4 separate regions of the Sus scrofa genome follow, and all the other regions are linked to region 1. The links are chromatin contacts, called in public HiChIP or PLAC-seq and promoter capture Hi-C maps. All regions are on one chromosome and are shown on one strand. The core of a region is the stretch at or near the end of the contact, and the rest is flanking DNA. Distances in the headings are between cores, read along the strand shown. Region 1 holds the start of WIPI1 (WD repeat domain, phosphoinositide interacting 1). Region 2 holds the start of ARSG (arylsulfatase G). Region 3 holds the start of GNA13 (guanine nucleotide-binding protein subunit alpha-13). Region 4 holds the start of SLC16A6 (monocarboxylate transporter 7).

Evidence for each region. Promoter capture Hi-C pulls out the DNA fragments that hold promoters and counts their contacts. HiChIP or PLAC-seq counts read pairs in DNA pulled down with a chosen protein or histone mark.
Region 2: a contact with region 1 is called in a promoter capture Hi-C map of liver, with 10 times the contacts expected there. The contact joins the promoter of ARSG here to the promoter of WIPI1 in region 1. A contact is called at or near these places in 5 of 5 promoter capture datasets (fetal liver, fetal skeletal muscle, liver and 1 more), 14 of 47 Hi-C or Micro-C datasets (alveolar macrophages, brain, embryonic fibroblasts and 8 more) and 2 of 2 datasets of contacts at active chromatin or transcription factors (alveolar macrophages and skeletal muscle).
Region 3: a contact with region 1 is called in a promoter capture Hi-C map of liver, with 6 times the contacts expected there. The contact joins the promoter of GNA13 here to the promoter of WIPI1 in region 1. A contact is called at or near these places in 3 of 5 promoter capture datasets (fetal skeletal muscle and liver), 1 of 47 Hi-C or Micro-C datasets (heart right ventricle) and 2 of 2 datasets of contacts at active chromatin or transcription factors (alveolar macrophages and skeletal muscle).
Region 4: a contact with region 1 is called in an H3K27ac HiChIP or PLAC-seq map of alveolar macrophages. The contact joins the promoter of SLC16A6 here to the promoter of WIPI1 in region 1. A contact is called at or near these places in 2 of 5 promoter capture datasets (both in liver) and 2 of 2 datasets of contacts at active chromatin or transcription factors (alveolar macrophages and skeletal muscle).

What each region holds. Positions count from the first base shown.
Region 1 is chr12:11,713,793-11,717,218 of Sscrofa11.1, reverse strand. It overlaps WIPI1 (WD repeat domain, phosphoinositide interacting 1), which reads right to left and starts at 1,887. Exons shown (of 13, transcript NM_001190294.1): 1 at 1,755-1,887. The coding sequence starts at 1,834. It overlaps LOC106507955 (a long non-coding RNA gene), which reads left to right and starts at 1,984. Exons shown (of 3, transcript XR_001304383.2): 1 at 1,984-2,490.
Region 2 is chr12:11,881,185-11,884,281 of Sscrofa11.1, reverse strand. ARSG (arylsulfatase G) reads left to right here and starts at 1,438. Exons shown (of 12, transcript XM_021066718.1): 1 at 1,438-1,570.
Region 3 is chr12:11,965,199-11,968,207 of Sscrofa11.1, reverse strand. It overlaps GNA13 (guanine nucleotide-binding protein subunit alpha-13), which reads left to right and starts at 1,295. Exons shown (of 4, transcript XM_003357998.4): 1 at 1,295-1,901. The coding sequence starts at 1,619.
Region 4 is chr12:11,855,687-11,859,161 of Sscrofa11.1, reverse strand. It overlaps SLC16A6 (monocarboxylate transporter 7), which reads right to left and starts at 1,330. Exons shown (of 6, transcript XM_013989910.2): 1 at 968-1,330. The region is part of intron 1 of ARSG (arylsulfatase G); the gene reads left to right.

The DNA.
Region 1 (3,426 bases), core at 638-3,137:
AGTAGGGAGTAAGGAAATTAGCTTCCCAAGCACCCTACAGTTTAGAAAATAACATTCTAATCCAATTACTATAGAAAAGCTGGGACTTATCTAGAGGAAAAATTAATATCCCTTAAAAAAAATTAATAACGCTACAAAGCAGAATTCAGAGCATTTCCCCCTAATAAGCAAGCTGATAAGCGCCCCTTCTTAACATGCATTCAGTTGGGAAGGAAAACACCCAGGCATTTCAACAGCCATCCTCTCTTGCAAAATGTGTCTTACAAAACATCAGAATTGTATCTAGACCATCATTTTTGTAAACTCTGGGTCTCAACTTGTGAGTAGATCCTAAAAACAACTCAGTGAGTCACAAATGGCTTAAAAAAAAAAAAAAAGAAACAGAAAATACTAAAGGGTAGTGCATATTTTAAAGGTAAACATCATGTTGCAAATGGCTTTACAGTGATATTACATAGATGGATATGGGGTAATGTTGTAATATGGATTTCGTATCATGGGCTGTGGTCAAAGAAAGCTTGAAAGTCACTCATCTATCCAGGTTGCCCAGCTACCCGATGGCACATACAGTTGTTGCTGTTTTGTTTTTTTTTTCCCCAAACAAAGGCATATTGTTTAGCATAGGGTGTTTTTTAAACAGAAACACAAAGGCAATGGGAGCCAGAGTTGCTTATGGTACAGGATGGCCTTAATTACACCACCGAATGTTCAATATTAGCATAGCCCGGCCACAGGCAGCCAACACACAAACCTGAAGCTGACTCCAAACAAGGAACACAACAGAAACTGGTACAGCAGGAAATGGGAAACTGGGAATTGCTGCCTGATGCTCTGGGTGCACATTCCAAAGAGATTATTCCATATGGTCCACAGAGCTGGAGTCTAACATGAAAAGAGGTAAGGCGTTTGCTTCTGGGGGGGTGGGGGGGGGCTGAATCCTCCAGATGTTTGAAACAACTCCAGGCTCTCTGGCCAAAGTCCAAAAGTGAACATCAAGGTGAAACATTAAAAAGCCACTCAAAAAGCAACAGGGTGGAGTTCATGTTTCTCGGAGAAGGCAGCCCCAGCCCGGGGCCGGGAAAGGGTTCCTAGACTGGGAGAAGGAGACTGTGTCTCGCTGAGTGGGTTAAGTGAAAACCCAGTATAGACCAATGGCAAAGTTTCTGACGTCCAGAGCCGGCAGGCGAGGTGCTCTGCGCTGGGGCTGGGGCAGGGGCTGGCCTGGCCGCAGGGATAGGCTGCCTCTTTGTCATTGGCCCTGCCCAGATGCCACGTTGAGATGCTCAAGGACAAATGGGAAACTTTTTCCTGTGCTCCCATCTTCCCGGGCCTCAACACTTCGCCTTCGGTCAATTTGCAACCCCCGCTCCTTTCCCATCTCCTTTGTTTTGGCCACTGCTCCTCCTTCTCCAGACCCCCACTTAGGTCATTACCCTCCTCCCTCGCCCCCCACATTCCTTAGCCTCCTTTAGCCCCATTCCCCTGGCTAACTCCCTCCTTCCTTCTCGGCCGGCCGCTCCTGGCTCTCCGCCTGCAGCGGGGGATGGGGGCGCTCAGCCCCCCTGCTGGAAGAGGGGAAAAGAGGAAGGGGTGGCTACCAAGACCCGCACCAGTCCGGGGAAGCACCAGCCTTCCCTCCGAGGGCCGATTGGGACGTAGGCCTGTGCCTCTTGCTACAAGCTGCCGACTGGACAACACCCCTGATCGCCACTTTTTCTCTCCCACCTCCCGTCAGGGCTGGTGCCTCGGCTTACGTGCAGTCCTGGTTGAAAGAGAAGCAGCTGAGCGCCGCCTCGACCCTGCCTGGGGGGCGGCCCGCGGCCTCGGCCTCCATCGGGGTTCGACCCGGGGAAGCCGCAGCTCGGAGCGGGCGACAGCCACCTCAGCAGCCCGCTGGCGCCGGCTCCGCGGGCCGGGGCGCCGGCCCCCCTCCGCCCCTAGCCCCGCCCCGCCCCAATTAGCTCCGCCCCTTCTCGTCCTGCCCCGCCCCTCATGCCGGCCCTCCCAGGACTAAGCAGCCGAGAGGGCGGGGTCCCCACTGCCTACCCCCATTGGTCGAGGGCCCCTGTCGCGGCGCACCCTTGGCCAATTGCCGATGGCTGTGGGCAGAATCCCTCTGTTGGCAGCCCGCCCCCAACTCCGTGAATCGGTTTGCCATTGGGCGAAGGTGAGTGACGCAAAGGCTGCAGGACACGTGGTGGTGTTTTCATTGCCAGGGCGGTGGGGCGGAGCGCGGGAAGGGAAGAACGAGTGCAGCTCCCGCCAGGCCTGCTGGCACTGGTCTGGCTTCTACGTCGTGGCGGCGGCAAAGGAGAAAGAGGACGCGCTCCTTCTCACTCCACCCAAGCCTCTGTCCTGTGTAATACTCGGTCTATTGAACTACAGAGTTTAGTAGAGAGCGTTAGACGCCAAAAGCCCCGCCCTCTTGCAGAGTCTTGAAGCTGCTTTGAAAACTATTTCCAACTTGAGGATGCTAAGGCCAGATAAATAGTAAGTTATCTTATCCATTGCCCTGTGGTTGAGAACTCTTACTGCAGGTCAAGCACTGTGTTAACTATGTATATTATCGCCTTGAATTCTTATAAAAGTTTGTGAGGAAAATAAAATTATGCCCAATTTTAAAAAGCTGCAACGAAGCACGCAACTGCTGAACAATTCTTTCTGAAGTAACACACTAAATGGTAAAATGTGAGTGTGTCTGATTTCAAGATCTGTGCACCAAATGACTCTGTTAGACAGTACTTGGCAAAGCCTATCTGATCTGTAGTTGAAAAAAAATGAACGTGTGTGTTTAGTGTGGTGTATTTTATGAAAGGAATGACGTATCAAAGACAGCATAATTAAAAACTCACATAATTCCAGATGAATCCTGACAAAGTGTCTCTTTTCCCAAGCTAAATACATATTGCCACGTAGAATTAGCAACACAGTTGGTAATCAGCAGCTCTGCTAATTTTGAATTTATATAATTACTGACGAATTTTTTAATTCATGCTTTGCAAATTTTGAGACCAAATCATATTTTATTGTTGTTTTACCACAGCGTTTCAAACTGGCATAGTTCAAATCTTCTATTTTGTGACAAAGCTATATATATGGTTTTTTTTGGAAATTGGGCCTACAGTAGGTGAGCAAAGAGCACTATTTCACTTCAGCTTTTCTAACTAACTTCTGGTTTTGGTTTTCTGAAATGCAAATAAAGGAGTTTCTTCTTTCAATGCTGTTGTTCTCTCTCTCAGCTGATGTAAAAATATAAAAATAGTTCAGCTCCTAGATCTGCTGATGTTGACTGCCCTTAGTTGCCTGTGAGGTTTTGTATAAATCACCATAAGGGAAAAAGCTGCTGCTTGGGTGCTTTAACTGCATCATCTTTGTAACCTCTTGGATCAAAGGTGCCTTCCCCTCCTGCTCCCAGCTCCTCTGGCA
Region 2 (3,097 bases), core at 189-2,688, 170 kb before region 1:
CAGTATTACACAGTGGTCCTATCTATGAGAGTTGTGCTTTTCCTGTAGGTTTATTAGGGTTCATTCCAGGTGTTAGGTTTATTTCTACAAAATATCTTCCTCACTCCTTTCCTTTAAGCCTTTACTTGAGATGGAGAGAGCTGTGATGGGGATACCTGTGGGTGTGCTGAGAATCCCCAGTCAGTCTGTGACTATCACCCGGATTTCCATAGCTGGAACGGGTTGAAAACCTCAGACCCGATGGGCTGCCTCTGCCAGGTCCGTGTGTGCTGGCGATCTCAAAGAGCACCTTGTATGGCTGCATGCTGGGCAGACGGCACGTCCCACTTCCCATTTCACCTTGAAGATGAAACTAAAGGTAAATTTTTCAAAACTTTGATACCTAAATTCTTTCACTTATTATTTATGTAATATGATTTAAAGCTCATTTCATTACGGAATCACCAGTTTCCCTTACATTCACTCTCTACAAAATTAAACCTCCTTCAGTCATTTAGAACATGGTGATTGGCCATTAAAACTAATCAGAGTGGACAGTTGGTCATTCTAATACTGAAAAGAGAACCCAGTGCTGTGTGGACTTTGATGGATTCTGTTGGGGTTTTATTTCCTCCTTGGGTAATGTGTTTTTAACTATTCTCGATTCTGTTCAGTTTTTTGTTTTCCTACTGGGTAAGCACAGCTTTAGTCCTATATGTCAGGATGAGTGATAAACCTAAAAGAATTCGGATTTGGTTAAGTGTGTAATTTGGGGTGACAATTATTTGGTCAAGAAATAAGTCCATTTGTACCTACCCTGCACTGAGACCAGGAAAAAAAAAAAAAAAGTCTATTGCAACAAACCATTCACTCCTGTTAAAAGTTGGACAAGCCTTAAGTTTTAGGTAACAGGCATTTTTCTGCAGTCATCACTTAAGCGGCGTGTATAACTAATGATTGCCTTAGGAACATTTCTTAGGGTTAAGGTCAAAAATATAATTCGGTTACTACAATAAATCTTTGTACTTTTGAAAAGTGATTTTTCACTTTCTTTGCTCTGCAAATGCTGAACCCACAGGCATTTGAGAGTAAAGAGAAGAATTTTCCGCTGTCTACACACTATTCTGGAGAGAAAGTGAATTGGAAATGTTCACCTCGGCGCCTAGGAAGGAGGCAGAAACTCTCCTGTCGAGGGAAGGGTTCAGCGTTCCCATCTCAGGCCGCCAACTCAGCAGAGAGGGTTAAACAGACGAACAGGACGACGGTGGCCGTCGTCCCCGGCCCCGCTGGCTCTCCGCGCGCAGCAGGAACTCCGCGACACGACGCTGGTCCATCCTGGGCCCCGCGGGCCGGGCGCCCCCTCGGGGGCGGAGGCAGTGGCGGCGGCGGCGGGCCCTCCCCCTGCAGGAAGCGCGGGCCGGAGCAGGCACCCTCGCCCAGCAGCTTCCGCCCGGGGCTTCCCCGCGCGCCGAGCGGGTGCGCAGCGCGGCCTCCTTGGGCGGCGGGACCCGGACGCAGCGGGGATCCGGCGCCGCGGCCACGTGGGCGGGCGCCAGGCGGGGCGGCGGGAAACCAGCGAGGGCGCAAAGCCGTGAGTGCAATCAGCTCTGGACTAGAGCCGTAGAAGCGTTCTCGTCGCGTGCCGCGTTTGAACCTTCGTCCCTTCCTAGATTCTGACGGGTGATCTAGAGCAGCTCCAGCCACTTGTGTCATTGTGATGCTTCTGGTAGCCTTATCAGCGCCTGCAAAAAGAAGCAGGTGAAAGGAATTTAATCTCTATATACTCCAGTGCACCCCAAATACCACCCACATGATACTCACTATGACATTTATTAAGCTATTTTACGTTCTTGTGTGTGTCAATAACTAAGATGTGGTCTCTCAGCAGGTTTGATGTTTATCACACAGTGGTGTTGTGCGCTAGATCTCCGGGGTTTGTTTACCTACTAGCTGCAAGGTTGGAGCCTTGGCCGCCTTTCCTGCCCCCGCCCCCCAGCCCCTAATCGCCTCATTCCACGCTCCCTCTCTCTCTTTTAACCAGTTGTGCTCACTTAGATTCCACATAGATGTAAAATCAGACAGTATTTGTCTTCTCCACCTTCGCTCACTGTACAGTACTGTTTTCGAACTACGTCTTCAAATTCTGGCCTGCGTTTTACTCGCCAGCACGTCTCTGCTCCCACTGGCTGCATTTCACTGGCTCGAGAGCCCCGCGCGGCTCCTGGCTACGGTATGGGACGTTGCGGCTCTCAGTACCAATTTCCAGTCTGCATGGAAAGATGCGCCTATGACGTTGAATTAATAGGAGCGTGAGGCTTCTAAGAGGAAAAGGTCGGGGGTCCTCGGACGGCGCGTGCCGTGCGTACCTGCATTCAGGCTGCAAAGTTGTGAAGGCTGTAAGAGCGTCTGGATTCAGTATTGATTTGCTTTTGGATCTTGCTGGAACTTTGGGAACTCTCCTCTCTTGCCAAGGGCCTGGTGCGTCCCTTGAACGTGTGTTGTGTTTTCGCTTTTGGAAAGCAGAGTTGAAAAGTGTTAATAATGCGGAAACAAGCCTACAGTAGCTTAGGAAGCGTGAGACCAGATCTCCCTAATTTCAAGTTCTGCTGTGTTTTCACCGCCTTCTGTGACCTCATAAGAAGTAAAATACCACAAGCCAGAGGCCTAACCCATTTTTTTCAGGTTGTTTATAAAAGAGGTTATAAGATTAAACTTTCTTTCAACCACTTTTCTAGTCAAGTGGGGCCATCTGGGGTTGCTCAAAGTCGGTGAAATCACAGTACTTTGCTTCAGCATCATAAAAAAAAAAAAAAAAAAAAGAGAGAGAGAGAGAGATTCAAGATCCAGGAGAGCACTTGCTACCAGTTGAGCTATTAAAAGAAAAACATCATGGGAAAAAAAGTCTACCAGAAAATAGATTAAGTTAAAACAAAGATCTGCCCAGGCAATGTGTTAAGACTTAGGAGTTCCCTGGTGGTTCAGTGGGTTAAGAATTGTGTTGTTACTGCTGTGGCGAAGGCTCCATCTCTGACCCTGTAACTTCCACATGCTGGGGTGTGGCAAAAAAAAAAAAAAAAAAAGAAAGAAAGGGAAGAACCCTCCTTCCCCAACTCTGTAG
Region 3 (3,009 bases), core at 46-2,545, 250 kb before region 1:
CTAGCTGAGGCCACAGAGAGATCTTGCAACCAGGAGAGACGTTTACCCTATATTTTACCTGAAGGCACCACCTAGTGATTCTGGCCCTAACAATCCTTAGATATTAAGAGTTGAACCTACACTACTTTGTATATTGTAGCTTGTCCACCCTGTGGGCTTGGCCAGGACAAGAGGAGATAATCCCACTACAGGCACTGTTTACTGCAGCCAGTTTACTGAGTCATGAGGCTCCTCGGACATTAACCCAACCCAGACAGTGAACTGATTAGCACTGATTTTTAAAATTTAAACCTGTTCCTGAGCCTCTTGGGAGTGCTGACCTCTTTCTTCAGTTTCTGACGCATAGACGTTTCTGAGCCACAGAAGTTCTCATCAAGGAACATTAGGGTTGTACTGCCATAAACGGAGACCACCCCAAAAGCCTTTTTGCACTTAAAACTAGAATACCAAGAATGAAGAAGTTGGCTTTTGGGGGCCAACCCAGCTGTCACTGGTCGCTTGTCTCCTGGCAGCCCTTCAGGTGTCCTGGCCTGAATCTGCTATTAGGATAGGAAAAAAGTCCCTTGGCTGGTCATATCCTCTGTAATCTGGCAGGAAACCTAAAATTTGCCGGCTCTTCTCCTCGGTCTGTTTGCTTATCTGCTTCCTTGTTAGGGAAGAGTCTGCATCACAGTGTCCGGTTAAGGGGGATTTTCACCATGACCTCACCCTACTGCAGCTACATCTTGATTTCAGCAGCTTGGGTTGGAATCCGCATCAATGAGACATCAACAACCCCTCCTCGCCCATCTCAGATTAACATCAACACGAAGTCTTTCTCCTCCAAGAGATGATCTTTGTAGGGCTCAGAGAATACCGAAGAGAGCTGCGGGCCGGTGTTGGGGAGGATGTGAAGATGTTTGGTTAACGTTTTGAGTTTGTGAGAGCAGGATGTCAAGGAAGATACTCTAGGAAAACGCACCAAAAACTTGCCCAACTCGCGCTCGCTCTTTGAATAACATTCAAGCCAATGGCCTCGAAACTAGGAGAGCGAACGATGACAGCCGGCGACCCGCACGTAACCGCGGCGGGAGCGGTTGGGGAACCCAAAGTGCTGCATCTGAGTTCTTCTCTCCGGGCCCCAGCCTCCAGGGCTCCCGGAAGCAGCCCTTGGGCGCGTAAGTGGGTGCAGCTAATTAAAGGGAAACAGAAAGGCTGGCTCTGCAAGGCGCCCAGCCCGAGATCACATGAACACAAGGCCCCACCCCTTCAACCCCTCCCCGCGCGCGCCTGACGGCGGCCGCGAATTCACAGTAGAACGTGATTCTCCGGCCCAGCGCACGGGTCGGAGGAGCCGCCGCGGCGTGCGCGCGCGCCCCCGGAGGCAGCGGGCACGCGCACGTCCCCCGGGCCACCGCCCCTCCCAGGCCCGCCCTCCTTCCCTCCCTCCCTCCCTCCCCGGCTCGCCTGGCCCGCCCTGCGAGTCAGTTCGCTGGTTCCCTCCCTCCCCCGGCGCGCTCGGGTCGCCACTGCGCTCCCCGCCCTCGAGCCGCGGTGCCGGAGCCGCCCGCCGCCCGAGGAGGAGGTGGAGGGAGCCGGAGGGGCCCGCCGAGGCGGCGGCGGCGGCGGCGGCGGCAAGATGGCGGACTTCCTGCCGTCGCGGTCCGTGCTGTCCGTGTGCTTCCCCGGCTGCGTGCTGACGAGCGGCGAGGCCGAGCAGCAGCGCAAGTCCAAAGAGATCGACAAATGCCTGTCGCGGGAGAAGACCTACGTGAAGCGGCTCGTGAAGATCCTGCTGCTGGGTGCGGGCGAGAGCGGCAAGTCCACCTTCCTGAAGCAGATGCGGATCATCCACGGACAGGACTTCGACCAGCGCGCGCGCGAGGAGTTCCGTCCCACCATCTACAGCAACGTGATCAAAGGTGCCGGGCCGGGGTCGGAGCCGGGGGGCCGGGGGCCGGGGGCGGCCGCGGGCCGGCGCGGGACCGGGCACCGCCCTCGTTCGCTCAGTCCCCGGAGTAGAAACGGGCCCGGCGGGCGGGCGCGCGGGAAGGGGGCGCGCCCCGGGCACCGACCCTGCCTGCCCGGGGTGCCCTTGCCCCCAGCGGAGGGGATGCCTGGGGGTGCCCCTTTTCCCTCTTGCTGCGGGGCAGGGATCCCGGCTGGCCCCCCACCCCCCACTCCGTCGCTGGCCTCGCCCCCTGCGAGAAGGGAAGTGAAGGGAGCCGGGTGCCGGGAGTGCGGGGTGCCCCCTCCTGTCTTCCCTCCTCCGGACGAGGCAGCAGACCCGAGAGCCAGCCCCAGACCCTACACCCTGACCCCACGCCCCAGCGCTGCCTGCCCAGCCTCGCCTTCCCGGGTGGGTGGGTGCCCGAGTCACATGGGATCGGGGCTGCTCCCACTTCCCTGCTTCCTTGGCCCTTCCAGTGTTCTGGAACCATCGCAATGAGGAAACTTTTGCCCGAGACTCTGGTCAAGGGCGAACGGTGACTGCTCTTGGACCCTTTGGGGCAAGGATATGAAACTTGAGGGTGTCCTGTTTATTGTACTGGCGTCAGGAAAGAGTAGCCCCATTTAGTTAGTCTAAAAAAGTTCGCAGCGGTGGTTTTTCGCCCGGGTGTCACGGTGGGGCAGGATGTTTGCCTGTAATCACTATGCAACACGTTCCACTCTCCTTTTGCTTAGTAACTGGGGGCCGGAGGGAAGGGGTACCACCACTTGCTTCTACTACTTAAATTAAACTGTGTGTTGATAATAAAGAATCTTTGGCCTAGAAGTGATGCAGAGCCTGTACAAGTTGAGTCAGTGAATCAGTGTCGGCTCTGCTTCTGTTTGTCAGTATTTTTTAAGTTAGATTAAGCCTTGTTAATAAGTGAAAAACGCACAAGAACTTTATTTCTGGTCTTTCAAAGAGCTAAGAGAAGAGGGATTTTATTTTTGTCGTTTGAGTGTTAATTAGCACTTCATTTTCTTTGTATCATATTTTCTACTTTATAAAAGGCATTTGCCAAAGTTGCGGTACGGAGTCTG
Region 4 (3,475 bases), core at 81-2,580, 140 kb before region 1:
GCACGTCTATAACTGCAAACAAAACCAGCTTCCAGGTTGACAAGTTGTAATTGCTCTTCCCCAGTTGGCTCCGGGGAGCTTTTCCTAAGACTAGCGCCCCTTGGTTTGGTGACATTCATTTAACGTGCCACTTAACAAACTTCTATCACCTGTCTGATGGGGGTGGTGGGGGAAGGTCGTGGGTTTTTGGTTTTTTTTTTTTAAGAAGCAAGGAAACAAAAAAAAAAAAAAAAAAAGAAGAAGGAAATAACCCATTTCCTCGGTAAAACCATCCTCCCCGGTTATAGAACGGCTCCGCTACACGGGCGCTTTCCTGTGGTCCGCAGCCGCGGAACCTTGGAAGTTGAGCGGGACCAGCCGTCAGCCACTGACAGCTCTGACTGACGGTCAAGGTTGACAACCTGCTCTCTGCAGGGAAATCGCTGCCTTTCCGTCGGCCGCCCCGGGTGTGTGTCTGTCGGGTAGGGGGAGACCGGGAACCCCACTTTCCCTCGCGCTGCCGCCGTGGCCGCCCTGCGTGCGCGCGCGAGCCTGGGGAAGGTACCTCTGACATTTCGCTCTTGTGACGCGCAGGCAACTTCATGCGGAAAATCCATGCTGGGGGCCGAGCGCGGCGGCGGGGACTCGCCCGACGGCCCGGAGCCCCTAACCGGGACGGGGGCACTCAGAGACCAAAGCTGCCTTTAGGTAGTTTTCGGACCCCAGCTGTACTGGGGCCACCGACATGCAACTCCAGGCTGCCCACACTGGCTACAGCGCGTCATCCCGGTGGCCCTGACCATTCCCAACTGTCAGAGAGAAGATTATTAGGAATAACCTCTCCAAAATGTTAAGCTGTTAAGTGGTTTCCTCCTCCTCCCTCCAACGACCCCCCTCAAAAAAAAAGCTCCCAACACAGATTAAAAAAAAAAACACCCACACCCCACCATCAAACTTTTAAACATGTAAAATCATAAAACCAACTCACCAAGTTAGAAGGGAAGAGAATAAACCCCAAAAGGCTCCCAATAAGGCGGAGGCTTGGCCTCCCCCTCCTTATAAGCCGCTCGGGAACATGAGAAAGGATTAACCCCTTAGGGCGTGGGCCCGAGCCTATGGCAAGTTGGCTCGGGTGGGTGAGCACCCGGCGCCCGGCCCACCGCGCCCGGGCCCCGGGCCCCCACCCGCTCCTGCTCCTGGGGCACCCTGGCCGCGCCCCCCCGCCCCCCTCCCCAGCCGCCTGCGCCCCGGCCGTGCGTGCTGCTGCCCGCGCCCCGGCCCCGCGTTGCTGCCTATCTCTTATCCTATACCGGCTGTAGCCGGTCTCCGCCGGCCTCGGGGGCGCGCCGCCGACCATGTGCTGCGAGCGCGGAGCGCCGCCGAGGGGGCCGGCCTGGCGTGCGCGCGCCGGCCCACGTGGACGAGGCCGTGTCGGGCACGCGCGCGCCCAGAGCCGGGGCTGAGGGTCACGGAAGGTAACTGCGTCGCTGTCCTAGACCTGCCTGCCACGGGGTCTCCCGGGACTGCTCCCGCCCTCGCCGCCGGGAGCCCGCGCACGCCGCCCCCAGCCCTCTCCAGCTCCGCGCATCTCTGCGCGCCTGGCTGGACTGTAAGCCGGGCGCTCGGCTGCACTGTAAGCCGGGAGTGCTGGCGCGGGCACTTCTGGCCGGGCGAGCGGGGTCCCCCGGAGCCGCCTCCCTTCTCGCAGGCCCGGGCGCACCCCAGGCTTAGCCCCGATCGCGCCCGCGCCCAGAGGGTTTGGGCTCGCCGTTGCGGCCGCTCCGCGCCCGCCCCGGGCGGAACAGGTTCCTTCCAGTTTGGGTGTGAGCTGCGCGCGCGGCGCCGCGGACCCCGAGTTCCTCCTCCAGCGCCCACTTCCCCCGATTTCGTCAACTCGCGCACCCCTGCTGTTCCCCTTGGCGGGGTGGGGTGGGGTGAGGGAGTGTCGCAGTGGGCCCCAGCGAGTGAGCCGCCCGGCTACCACGGGTGCTTTGCCTTCCCCCCTTTGCTGCAACAGCAACAGCATCGCGTTGCGCGAAAGGGATGTGTGTGAGCGGCCGGGCTGAGTCAGCATCCCCGGCCCGGCGCGCGCGCGCTTCCTGCCCGCCAGGCGGGAGGCGAAGTCCACACAGGTGCACAGCTGCCTAACTCGCGGGGCGCTCCTTCACGAGAGGGACCAGGACGTTGAGGGGGCACATGCCCCTCGTCCTGTAGTCCCGGACCCCAAGGTCACCGTGAACTCAGCAGGTGATGCACGGGACAACTCAGTTATGAGCTCGTCAAGGGAACCAAGCAGTGTGTCGGGTCCCAGGCATTTCGGAGTCCTCGGGGGCGCAGACTCAGCTTGCCGGTGCCCACCTCCCACCCTCAGGGCCTGTTTAAGACCTGCTCTGAAGCAAAAGCCTCATTCTCCACATAACCCCTGCCGACTTCGGCATCGGCTGCTCCCTTCATTGGGGTTTGGAGAATGTGCTTCTGAAATCAGAAACTCAAGAACGCCTGGTTTGGGAGTGCGGGCACGGAGGGTCGTCACCAGGACGATGATCTGAATCAATAAAAATCCCTTTGCAGTCGCTGCCTGATTTCTCTTACGAGTTTGCGCTAGAGTCTCTGAGTTAAATGCCATGCTGTGTTGTTAAGGCTGGCCTGGGTTAGGGGAGCAGGTATGTTGGCACCAAGTGCTTGGGTAACGACCAGCACTGTACAGCCTGGACCACTGATTAACTCCGGGGACCTTGCCCGAGTGACCTAACTTCCTGGAGCGTCAATTTCCAAATCTATCAAATGCGGACAGTCCTGACATTCCCAGAATCGAAAGGTTTAATTTGTGAGGCCGGTAAAGTAGAGATCGCATTGCCTGCCATAAGGTAAACCTTCACTAGGCTTTAGCTCTTATTGTTCTTGCTGTTTATGGCTTAGCAAGTCCAGTAGCTGACTCCAGCGGTCTCTGGACATGATCCTTTTTTTTTTTTTTTTTTGTCTTTTGTGGGGCTGCACCCGCGGCATATGGAGGTTCCCTGGCTAGGGGTCTAATCGAAGCTGTAGCCGCTGGCCTACACCACAGCCGCAGCAACTCGGGATCCGAGCTGTGTCTGCCACCCACACCACAACTCACAGCAACGCGGGATCCTTAACCCACTGAGCAAGGCCAGGAATCGAACCCACAACCTCATGGTTCCTAGACGGATTCAATAGCCACTGAGCCATGACGGGAACTCCATGATCCTTTTTTGAACTGTTCTTGGAGGGATGAATCCATCCCTAATGATACTGAGAAACTGATTTTAACCACCAGCATGAGAGCACTTAATGCTAAAATAGGAATGACTGTAAATGTAATCTTTGATATCTTTTTTTTTTTTCTTTGGTCTTTTTGTCTTTTTTGGGCCGCACCTGGGTCATATGGAGGTTCCCAGGCTAGGGGGGGTCTAATCAGAGCTGTTCCTGCCAGCCTATGCCAGAGCCACAGCAACGCCAGATCCGAGCTGTGTCTGTG